2 separate regions of the Arachis hypogaea genome follow, and region 2 is linked to region 1. Evidence: chromatin contacts called from public Hi-C data. All regions are on one chromosome and are shown on one strand. The core of a region is the stretch at or near the end of the contact, and the rest is flanking DNA. Distances in the headings are between cores, read along the strand shown. Region 1 holds the start of LOC112796398 (phospholipase D zeta 1). Region 2 holds the start of LOC112794232 (exopolygalacturonase-like).

Region 1 (6,693 bases), core at 3,105-5,604:
GAGAATTCATCACAAAAAGACAAGGTGAAGTAATAATAACAAAATAAATATACACAGAAATCTAGAATTATCAGTATATTTGTAATTAAATCTAAGGAAGCATTTTCAACTGTACTTTTTTTTTTCTTTTTCATTCGCTCAACCGCTCTTAATTGAATTTATGATATTTTGCATCTTTTCCTATTTATTTTATTTTTAATATTTATTTTATTTTTTAGTATATTTTATATTATTAATTAATTTTAATTTTTAATTTATTTTTTTAAATTTATTATTCATATTATTTATCATCGTCATTATTTCTTTATACTTTTTAATGAGCAATGCTAGAGGGCCAGCAACATTTGTAATTGGTAGCCATCAACTAACCATCAATGATAATTTGATGGTGTGAGATTAGTGTAAAATTTCATTCAATGACTCACTTTTCTTTGCTGATTACATGCTGACCAAAATACAATAAAATTGCTGCCCCTAAACTTTTTCTTCTTTTAATATATATCTACGGGTGAAACGATAATATTTCATTCATTCACAATTACTATGACTTATGTACGTCGTCCAAAAAACTTAAAAGCGAAGGGATTGAGGTTCATGGAACTTGGCTGATATTCGGTTAATCTAGATTCTAGTCTAGTCAGACTTAGTTGGAATTTAGGGGACTCGTGGAAAACGATATGTCTACTTGCCAACTAGGCATATCATACTAATGGCGATAATAATGCATATATATTAATTATATGGTTATTGATATTATCTCTTATTTTTTTATATATTTTAAATAGTAAAAAAATTAATACATATTTCAATTTTTTTATAAAAAAAATGCTTATTTAGAATTCAATTAGGGAATCCATTTTTTTAATTAATATTAACTAATTTTTTAAATTTTAAATTTTAAACTCTAAATTTTAAATCTTAAATTTTATAGCCTAAATTCTAACTCTAAATTTTAAATTCTCTAAAAATAAAAGTTAAAAAATTTTTTACGATAAAAAAATTAGCCAATGTTGATTAATTAAAACTTGGTTTCCATATTTCTCATTTACTAATTAAAGTATTTAGAAAGAAAAATTACTAATTAATTATTTGTCATATTTTTTTATATATATTCATTAAAAAAAGAACAAATCAACAAGTATGGAATATTTAATCTAGTATAGCAAGACAGCACTGATTTTTTTTTTTTTTTTTTTTGGGAAGGGGGGAGGGATAACAAAAGAATAGGGTAAAGATCAGAATTGTTCACTCCTTTATCGGAATGATAGATATTAGCTGGGAAACCATGCATAATGCTACATTATCCTAACTATTTTTTTCTTAGCTTCTTTCATGCTTATTGTATTGTTGACCTTGATCCCATGCATAATTGTTTCTTCTTGAAACGTTCATCGGCTCATCTTAGATGAGAAGGAAGAGTGAGTCTCAATAATATTTATTTTCAAGAGTATAGATGCATGTTTTATTATATCTAGTTCATTATATACTCATCTCTTTATCCATACATTACCATTATATAAAGTGTAAATAAACAAATAATATCGAAATAGAAATTTTATGATACCGAGTCACACAGACTTTTCATTTCTCAATATACCTCAAAATATATGTTTATTATAAAGTATAAACACATTAGGGCATACGCTCATAAATACTTGTATCAAATAACAAAATAAATATTAAATAATCAATATATACAATACTTAACTTCTATTTATTTTTATAAATCATATATTTTAATTTTTCTTTATAATAACGGTTTATTTTTCTACGTACGTAGAACATATATATTTAGCAGCAAAATATATATAAGATGTACATACATGTAGCAACACCCATAGAGCTTTGACAAAGAAAAGAAAAAGGAAAATAAAAAAATATAGCTAGTTTTTTTTATCTGTCCAATTATAGATGCAACAGAATTAACTACTCTAGTGGATATTAACTCTTAGAATCCCCTCAAACTCAGATAATGAAACATATCCATGGTAGAATGCCTCACATAATCTCACTTCAAATCTGTAATCATCAAGGTTGCGAGAACCGGACCGGTCAATGAACCGGTGAAGTTACTGGTTCAATGATTTAATGGTTCGACCGGAGTTTAACCGATGTTCAACCGGTTTAATTAAATATTAAATAAAATTATTAAAAAACCTAAAAATAATTTTAAATATATTAATTTAATAAAAAATCGTTAAAAAACCGTTAAAAAATCGGCCGGTTTGACCGGTTTACCGGTTAACCGGCCAGTTCGACCGGTTTTTTACCGGTTTTTTACTGGCCGGTTTTTGAGCTTATCCAGACCGGTTAATTGACCGGTTCCCGGTTTTTCCGGTTGAACCGGCCGGTCCGGTCCGGTTTTCAGAACCATGGTAATCATTTTTTTTTTCTTGGACTGAAAATCCATAACCTTCTTATTTGTCAAGGTCGTAACTTGAAGTTTTTATGGGCGTATTGGTTTCCCAAGGTATCAGGTTATGTATTGGTTTCCCTAATTATCATGTTTTGTAGCCAAATCAGCCAGCAAAATACATTGCATGTAGGTTTTTGGACTATAAAACAATTACCCTATTTTCCCAAACATTGGGGGAAGTTGTTTTGTGTGGATCAGGAAGAAATTGGTTTGGCCCAATAGTGGTGGGATTAGGATTGTTGCGTGATTAATTATTTCAGACCAGAAATGATGTACTCAATTCTTCATGATCATTGTTGGGCTTTAGCCCCTTATTAAGCAGAGTCTTCAATAAAATCACTGTTGGGCTTTAGTCCCTTATTGAGGAGAGTCTTCAATAAAACAAAATTGCAAATAATTCTTAAATTATTGTTCGAATTCCCTTTTGTACCTACATAAATTCAGTAATTAATAACAAATTTTTAAATAGAATTTCGATTTACAATAAATTAATTTTTAATTTATTGAATTAAAAAATACCGTGGGAATAAAAAGCAAAATTACAAAAAGATTGTATCCCACCAATGACCAAGAAAAGAAAACGAATTGTATCCCATTATCCCACCTGAGTTATTCATAGGAACTCGAAGTTAAGTTCCAAAGTGTTGTGGCCGAGACATGTGTAAAAATGGCAAATGTATTGGGCTATTTGCCTCTTAAATTGCCACACCCAGTTTTATACCCAGCTATAGCTAGGTTGAAGTTGGAAAGAGTCATTTAGGGTGTGCGTGAGTGAGTGAAAATGTGTATGATAAAAAAAAAATAATAAAGTAGTCTTTAAAATTGTTGTATTTATTTAAATAGTTTCTTAAATTTTAATTGTATCAATTATATCTTTAAAATTAACAAAAGTATATTCTATTAATCTCTAACAACGTAATGAGTCATTTGATAAAAAAATTAAAAAAATTTAAAGAATTAACATGATACACTTTTGCTAATCTTAATTGGTATAATTGGGATAACAACTAATTTATGAAAGCACTTAGGAAGTTAAACCCATAGAAATGTGTATAGTCTAAGACCAAAATAAAAAAAAAAAGTTAGGATTATAAAAAATTTTTTAAAATATTTTTCGTGGTTGAGGCAAATCCATTTAATTGTAATACTAATAATACACATATACACTATATACACTACTATTCACGTAAAATGTAACTAGTATAGAGATCTCAATATCATAAGATGTGTGATGTGTGATGTGTCATGTATTAATCACATCACAATAAAGGAGAATTCAGGTTACTCAGTTTTTTATTTTGTTTTACGATGAAATTAAAATAAAAGTGCATGTGAAAAATCAGCCGAAAGCCTATGCTGTTGTTTCGTTTATGTTACTTCAATTATTGGTTATTGGATTAAAATAGATGATCCCAGGCAGTGGTTGCTGACTTGTATTGTAATGGCAAATAATGGCATGTGACGAGTGGCTTATTTATTAGTTTGTTAAAAGAAAAGTCGTTGCTTCTGTGTATAATGTTCCGCCATTCAGTCCATCGAATGCACAAAGCAAACAAAATCACGCAACCTAGAATTAAATTTTATGATTTAGGTTATAAGAAATTCTTATACGCTCTTAAAAGACACCAACTCTTTCTTATTTTTTCACTTCTATTGAACGTATTCTCATTTTATTATGAAAATGAATTAACTGATGATTCATCAACTCGTTAGAAGCTTGTGAATTTGTGATCTAGGTAACTTCATTTTTTTTCTAATTAAAAGATTAAATCACCCATCAGCTTACAAGTTAATACACATACTTTATCAAAATTAGTTTTGGGGGTCAAATCCATTTTAGCCGTTGTCAAAGAGAATGTAAGACAATCTACCAACTACCACAGAGTGTACGCAACGAACCCTTCAAATTTGTGAAACGCTAAAACAATTCAACTTCTAGAATTAAGACTACCAAATTGGCTGCTAGATACGAAATCAAAATCCTTTTTCATTTTCAGGATTTTTTAAAAAATTTTGTAAAAAATATGGAAATAGAAAACATAATTTTATTATTTATGCAGTTTTTTTTTACAAAATTTAAAAAACAGAAAATAATAAAAATAAAAATACAAATTAAATACAAATTTTTTATATTAAAATTAAAAAAAATATTTTTAAAAAAATTAACAATAGCACCATTTCATTTTATTTTTATCTAAAACAAATGAGCTGCTATCATCTTAAAATTATTTTCACCAATTTATAATGTATTTGGCATCTACAAACTGCTAATATTGTAGATTATGATCTCATCTGATTAGCATAGTTAGCGGGTAAATGATCTGGAGTGAAACAATGCTTCAAAAATATAATTTAACTTATAATTAAATTAATAAATTTAATTATTAGTATGGCAAGAAGAATTCTGAAAAGCGTAGTAGAGCCAGTGAAGAAATGAAGTTTTGTGCACTTTTTTGTGACGCTGTTCACAGTTTCAGCCTGCCATAAACTCCCATTCTCACGAAAGCCGAGGCTTCCACTCTTTCTCTCTTTCGATTAGCTTCGGATCCGAAGCAACCAACGACGCCGTTTCGGCTTCTCTTCTTCGTCTTCTTCACAATTCCTATTCCGATCCCTCATCGCTTCTCTCTAATTCGCCGCCGATTATATTTTTCCGATGGCGACTGAGCAGTTAATGTCCGACGGCGGCGCCCACCGTTACTTCCCTATGAAACCGGAGCAGCCGCCGTCTCCTCCGGCGGCGGCGGAAGAGATGTCGTCTGTTCCGTCTTTCCGACATGGAGGCGCCGGCGAGGCTACTCGGATTTTCGACGAACTTCCCAAGGCCACCATCGTCTCCGTCTCTCGCCCTGACGCCAGCGACATAAGCCCTATGCAGCTCTCTTACACCATTCGGTTTCAGTACAAACAGGTACATAGCAATCTCTCTCTCTTCGTGATTCTGCTTATGTTGTTAAATTGCACGCTGAAAATTCGGTTATAGCAAGAGCTGAAGATGATTGTGTGAACTGAAAGCAAGGGACAGGATACGGAATTAATTCGAGTATTTCAATCTAATTGCATTTCTATGCTGGTTATCATATGTGCTTATGAATTAGGAAACTGAACAGAGGTTTTAAATTTAGCAATGGTTTGACTCTTTTGACTTCAGAGTTGACAATGCTTTGCTGCAATTTGTATATTTTGCATTGTTTTGGAATTCATTTGTTTTCTCCAAATAACTGTTACTGTTAGTTATATCTCTGGCCTTTCAGTTTTTGTTTTAGCTGAAAATAGTTTTACACCTTTGGTTTGATGATTGTGTTTTAAAGTTTGTTCGCAGTTGCCAGTACTGCCTTGTCTTTCAGTATAATGTTTGGGGGCCATAGTGTGGGAACCATAGGGAGCCATAACTTGTTTCTTTTTTTTATTAGCTATTTTTAATGCATTTGTTTCTTTATTTTGTATTCCTTAATTATTGCTGAAATAAATGGATAAATAAGGAAATAAGGTAACTTTTGTGTTATTATTTCCCTAGCATTACTCTTTCTTTCATTGTAAAAAGAATCGTGGTGTTTCTGCGTATTATTATTTATTTTATTCGATCTTCCTTCCTAAAGGAGTATACTTATTTAGATCTCATTTTTGTTCCAGTTCAAGTGGGAGCTAGTGAAGAAAGCTTCTCAAGTATTTTATTTGCATTTTGCGTTAAAGAAGCGTGCCTTTTTTGAGGAAATTCATGAGAAGCAAGAACAGGTATTGGATCAGCAATGTTTTCTTAAGATGGATTTTTTTTATTGCTTATAAATAAATGCATTTGCAGAATTTTTTTTTTATGTATGCTATTTGTTTTGATGTAATGTTCACTGAAAAATTATATTAAAGGTTAAAGAATGGCTTCAAAATCTAGGAATAGGAGAGCACACTACTATGGTGCATGATGACGATGAAGCTGATGATGAAACATTTGCTTCACATGCTGATGAATATGCAAAAAACAGGTGAACCCCCACCCCACTGGCATGCAACTTTTGTTGGCGCACTTTTACAATATCAATATGCTAATTTGTCGTCGTAATTTCCTGTAATATGAAATTTGGTCCAGAGATGTTCCATCTAGTGCTGCTCTACCAATTATACGACCAGCCTTAGGTAGGCAGCAGTCTGTGTCAGACAGGGCAAAGAGTGCAATGCAAGGATATCTGAATCACTTTTTGGGAAATATCAGTATTGTTAACTCTCCAGAGGTATGCTTTGCGCATGAGCCTTTAACCACTGATGTTAATCATGTCATAATC
Region 2 (6,693 bases), core at 2,231-4,730, 250 kb before region 1:
ACACATTTGATTATATTCCCATAACCATTGAACTCAAACATTAAGTTATTGTCTTCCATCTTTATAGAATGTAATTAGTATTAGATCCTCGAATTGATGATGAATATAATTGAGATCATTGCTATATGAATTGAGATTTCACAAGTATACAAGGGATACAAGTGATTCAATTTCTCAATTGATACACTAAAATCGCGGTCACAAAAATGTTATGTGCATGTAAAATATATTAGTCACTAATTAATCATTATTAATTATTATTTATATATAAACATACGTATTATTTAACTATTTTTCAGTATATTAAGTATTAACAAATAGTAATAAGTATTTGAATATTATAAAAAATATTTGGTAACAAAAAAAATTAACGAAAAATAACTATAATTTATCTTATTTAATATTTAATTGTTACGATAACTAATAAATACTAAATAAAGTAAATTTTGACTTTTTTTTTTCTCTTTAGTATTGTCGAAAGATTACTAAGTAAAACTAATAATACAAGAATATAATTTTTAAGGTGATCTGGTGTCTTGTAAAAGCTACAAGATGATAAAAGTATAACAGACTCCAAAATTTGAATGGCGATTGCAAATGTGGGTAGATATTGCAAACTATAAGTATTTGAGATATGAAATTTTACATGCAGCAAAACATAACAAACACATTACAAGAGAAAACGTGACGATAAATTGATGAAGAACATAACCAACATCCACGAATAATAGTAATAAGGAAAATGCTAGGTATTAGTACTACTTTTACTACAAAAATTAATTAATCTTAATCTTAATAATTAAAATTTCGACCGATTTAATTATTAAAAATATTGATATTACGATTTTAAATTGGTAAATTGATTCTAACAAATTTTTGCTAGGTTAGACAATTTATATTTTACATATTAATTTATTCTTCTAATTTTATATAAAATCTCAATGTTTTCTATTTTAATATTAACTTAAATTTAAAATAAATCTAGAAAATGTTAATCATATGTATGTGATAATACTCGGCATATATCCAAGACAGTAGTCCATCACAAATCATCTCTGTTGCTGGAGTAGCCACGTCAGCTCTATTTGCCGACCTTATTAAGTGCTCTAACAATTATTTCTTAAAGATTCGGTCCCACACAAAGCTGAAAATTAATAATGAGATCAGGTCATACCTTATGTGGACCTATATATATATCCCTTTTGCATTCAATTTTTCTACCAAGTAAACAAAAAACAACACACACAAAAGAAAAAGAAAAAGGCAATATTATTCCTCAATTATTTTGAGAAATAATACTAATGGCACCCCATGCAGAACTTGCAAAAATTGGTTATGAAATAGAGAAACTCTTTGGAAGGCAGAAGAGTTTTGGAAGCAGCAACAACAACAACCTTAATACTTCTCCATCAGCAACTCATCAAAATCTATGCCAATACAAATTCTACCCAGCATACGGAAGCAAAGTTGTGCACATGCATGTTGAAGACATCACGTGCAATGAAGCTGCTTCAAGATTTATTGCTGATAATAGAACAGAACTTCACAGGAAAGGTTTGGTTGGCCAGTAACACATTAAATATATTTTTAACAACATACAAGTTTTTCGGCCGATCTGCTGTAGAAGTAGTCCTTTTTGTTTTCTCTTTTGTTTTTTAAAATTTAGCCTGAAGTTTTAGAAGCCTAGTAGTTCATGAATCATGTAGCTAGCTTATATATATGTATGTGACTAGAAATGTTCATGTGCTATATATGTGTATATGAATCGGTTGTAGCTCAAAGTCAAAGGTCAAAACACAAGAAAAAGTGTGTTCTGCTTTCTTCTGTAGCTCTTCTTCAAGGGGTTCAAGGTTCATCATGTTATTAGGCTTCTCTTATTTAGTTCCCTTAAAGCTATATATGTACAGAGCAAACATGTTACTATCTATCAACCAGTTTTGCTCTCATTATCATATTACTGGCTATATGCCTCTTTTATGTCGTTTTTTGCTTCTTTGGCATAGGAAAAACAGTTTTGAAATCATTGATTAACTGTGCTATGAACTAGTTAATTTTGTTTGTCAGAACATGTTAGGGCTTGAGGTAAGCTACGAATTCTTATATATTTTTTGAACATATCATTCTAACACATGTTTTAGAAATATATGAAATTTATAATCTTTAGAAATTTTGTAAAGAGGAATGGTACAGAGAGTTGTCGAAATTTATTATTTTTGGTCGTCAGTTAACTATTAGTGTTTAAAAATATGAGATAAAGTATGTTATTGAATTATTAGATTAAAGAAACTATACTAAAGAAATTGATGGTCAAAAAATAAATAATAGATTTTGAGGATTTCTTAGTATATTTTTCTTAGAGCACTTTGTGCTTGTTTTCTATATATTTAATTAATTGATTTACCCAGGCAATCATATATATAGAGAAAAAAGTGTAGCTGCTAGAAATTACAAAATAGATAAACAAATTTTATATAGTAGATCAAATTCCAGAATTTAATTATTTTTTAATTAAAATATAAAATGGTTTTGTTACGTAAATAATGATTTCTCTAAACAATGTGAACAATCTGATATATAATGAATTCAATAAAGTAAAAAAACACTCCATCTCCAAATTATTTTCTAAACCTTAACATTAAATTAATCATCTGCACATCTAATGAATTAAGTATCCGGCTATTATTAACTGTGAATGAGTAAATCGAATAAAAAAAATAACCATCCAATTAAAAATGATCAACATAATCATCTACATACCTATTAAATTGAACATCCCACATATCTATTGTTCACATTATTTAATATTCTCGTTGTCTACCTATATTTTTCCAACGTAAAACTCATGTTATAAATTCAATAATGATTTTTTTCTGATCAATGGGTTGTGAATTTGAATATATAAAGATAAAGAATATGAGAATCAAAGAGACGGATAAAATATGGAAAGGAAAAGTCTAAGGCCAACAGTTTTATTGAATTTTGGCCAGCATGTAACCAGCAGAGAAAAGTGAGCCATTGAATGAAATCTCACACCATTAAATCATCATTGATGGCTAGTTGATGGCTAACAATCACAAAAATTGCTGGCCCCTAACATTGCTCGTATGAAAATATTCTTTGTTAGTTTGAGTGGCCGCTGAAAGCATATTTTAAGGGATTGTGGTGGCAGCATAAGCATATATATATTTTCCCACGCAAACAGTGAATGAATGGACTAAAGTTATATTTTATTTTAGTGTGAGGTTCTATAAGAATCTAATATGTATAGTTAGAGAAAATATATAGCCAACTTTGGAACGGAAATCCAGAATTCAATCTAGGAGCTCAATGCCCATGAAGCACAAAATTTTTATTTAGATTAACCAATTTAAGAAGAAAATCTAACATTCCCCGTTGATATAGATGCTACAAAATAGAAATAAAATAGTAACCATATATTCTCTGTGAAATACTGAGGCAAAAGAAAAAGGGATAAAATTTTTTCACATTTTCTTCTCCTATAGCCTCCCTTGGAGGCCTCTATCTGGAAAATCTAAAAAAAAATTAAAAAATTCATTTTTTTAAAAAACATCTTTAGAATTAGTTGTGATTAGTGAATTGAGGCACAATGGTGATTGCAAAGAGAGTTGGTGTTGATGTTATTTTGTGGTTGGCAGTGGCTTGTTTTGTGGTAGAAGGTGATGAAAGAGTAAGGCCAATTGCTGGGCCTGATATCTATGAGGGTCGCAATGTAGCTAAGGATGTTCTTGCTCCTGGTGAGATTATTAATAATGTCATGAGCTTTGGTGCCAAACCTGATGGGAAGTTTGATTGCACTCAGGTATATATATGTTTTTTTTTTATAATATTTGACCATTTTGCTGAAAATTTCTTCAATATAATGAAAATAAGCATATGTTTTAAGCATGTGGTAATAGATTTATAAAAGTGTAACGTTTAGGAATTTGTGCTAAATAGCACACAGCATTATTTCCAACGTCTTGTTAAACGCAACAAGAATGTCGCATAATTCGCATTTTACAACAAACAAAATTTTATAGAACATGATAGGAAATATGTAGTGTTCCAATTCATAAAAGTGAATACAAAATAAAGAGTAAAACACACTATTCACACGGAATCTAAAGCTAGGACTAGGAGTGTCACTAAAAAAATATAGATACTAGAATAACAATTCATGAGGCTAACTTTTTTTATCAACACACTACTGTATTTTTAATTAGGGTTATACTCATATTTATCCACTTTTTTGGCACGAAAAAATATTAGCGTAATTTTAATATACTGAAAGTTTACGATATTAAATTTATAAATTTAAATAACTTTTTAAATATTTAACTTTAATGTACTAAAATTTAAAACGATTATTCAATTAAATTTATGTTTTAAATAAATTTTTAGATAACAAATTTGAAAATTAGTTGTATTTAATGATATAATAATACATGATTACATATTTTCGTAAAACTATTTTGTATTATTATATTTTTTATTTTTTATTGTATTTTTCAACCTAAAAGACTAAAGATTAGTCCATTATAAATTTAAGAATAGATAAAATTTGAACTTATATATTTAATTAAGTGAACAAATGAGTTAATTATTAGATCAATCCAATTTAAATGACACATATAAATTAATATATTTTACACATACAAAAATCTTTAAAAAATCATTTTCCAAACCATATCATAATTTTCATGTATATGTACTATTATTTGCCCTATGTATACATGTATGGCTGCATGCCTTAAAGATTCTATCCTAAAAATCTCAATATAATTTCTGACGCATTTGACAAAATAATTTTGGAATAACACATGCTATAGGAACAGGTGGCATCCTATTTTAGAGGTACCAATTCCACTTTTTTGCATTGAAACTCCACTAAATTTCCAGCAAGTGTCATATATTCCACTAATAGCATTAGTACGTGATGTGACGTAAAGAAATTAGAATAAATTAGTTTAATAATAGTTATTAATTTACCTATTAATCTATTTTTTACAAATTAAATATGAATAATAATAATAATAATAATAATAAATTGATATTTGCTAAGATAGTAAATATATTTTACTAAAATAAAAAAATCATAAATTTAATTCTTAAAACAAAAAAAATTTATATAATATTTTGATAATATTATATAATCAAATTATTTTATCCATCAATTTTACTTACGTAAAAACAATACAACTACATGAAAAATAAATCCATGACATTGCATGCACATTTGATAAAGATTGTATTGTAATAATGAAGGCGTTCATGGACGCATGGAGAGCAACATGCAAGTCGAAAGTGCAAGCAAGGGTTCTGGTCCCTCTAGGAAGGTTCGTGGTTTCGGCAATGTACTTCGCCGGGCCGTGCACGACTCCGGGGCCCGTCACGGTCCAAGTTGAAGGCACCGTGGTTGCAACAACGGACATCAGCGAGTATGTTGACGGCGAATGGCTCATGTTCCAAGACCTCTCCGGTATCAAACTCATTGGTGGTGGCACCTTTGATGGACAAGGAAAAGATTCATGGTCCCAAACTGAGAATTGTGAAACCGACTCCGATAGCGCCTGTGTTAGAGCTCCTAGTGTAAGTTCATCAATCCACTTATCTTAATCCTTACTACTTTTTTTTTTAAATATATAAAAAAAATAAATATGTTATTTGTACACTAAAATTAACTACTAAAATCAGCCACCAATGTATTTATGTATAAATATACTTATGGTTTAATTTATTTTCAATATATATATTTATATTTCAGTATATATTTTATACTAGTGACGAACTTTAGTGGCTGATTTTGGTATGCACTTAGCATAATTCTAAAAAAATAACTACCTCGATATCTGTATATGTTATACCAACATATGATTTAATTTAAAATAATAATATAAATTATTTTATTTAATTTAATATCTATAATTATCTATATATATATAATATTTATAATTATATATTTATTATATTTAAAATTACTTGTTTATTTTAACAACAATTAAAAAATATAAAGTAAAAAACAAATACATTAAAAAAAAGCAAAAGAAAAACAAGCTATAGCTCCCTATGGTTCCTAAACAATCTTCATTTAAAGTGCTGACATTAACATGAAAAATATACTTATATATATTTTAAAGGTTGACTAATGCTAAATTATAAGGACAAGTAATATTTTTTATTGAGGAGTGCTAGGGACTAGTAACTTTTGTGATTTGTAGTCATTAAGCAGCCATCAATGATGTTTTTAATGGTGTGAGATTTCATTCAATGATATGGGATTACTCATTTTTGTTTTACTGGTTATATACTGACCAGAATTTAATAAAGTTGTCGACCCCTAAATTTTTTTTTTTATATATTTTTAGCATTGGGCAATAATTAATGTTTGAGGTTTTATGCATGTGTTTGGCGATGCAGAGCATTTTCTTCAGCAGGGTGAACAATGGAATCATACAGAACATAAAAACCTTGAACCCCAAAGGCTTTCACATATTTGTCACAAACTGTGCCAACATTAGACTTAGGTTGCTTAAGCTCACAGCACCAGGTACCAGCCCCAATACTGATGGAATCCACATTAGCCACTCCATCAATGTCAAAATATCAAAATCCAACATTGAAACCGGTGATGATTGTGTCTCTATGATTCAAGGGGTCAACAATGTTACCATTAAGAGACTAAAGTGTGGCCCT

What was found. A called contact is a pair of places that touch in the nucleus more often than the background predicts.
Region 2: a Hi-C map of leaf shows a contact between it and region 1, with 4 times the contacts expected there. The contact joins the promoter of LOC112794232 here to the promoter of LOC112796398 in region 1. A contact is called at or near these places in 4 of 8 Hi-C or Micro-C datasets (leaf and an unstated tissue).

Annotation. Positions count from the first base shown.
Region 1 is chr4:16,675,627-16,682,319 of arahy.Tifrunner.gnm2.J5K5, reverse strand. LOC112796398 (phospholipase D zeta 1) reads left to right here and starts at 4,354. Exons shown (of 20, transcript XM_025838830.3): 1 at 4,354-5,327; 2 at 6,050-6,151; 3 at 6,281-6,396; 4 at 6,501-6,642. The coding sequence starts at 5,073.
Region 2 is chr4:16,926,004-16,932,696 of arahy.Tifrunner.gnm2.J5K5, reverse strand. LOC112794232 (exopolygalacturonase-like) reads left to right here and starts at 3,480. Exons shown (of 5, transcript XM_025836335.2): 1 at 3,480-3,820; 2 at 5,266-5,589; 3 at 6,418-6,693. The coding sequence starts at 3,608.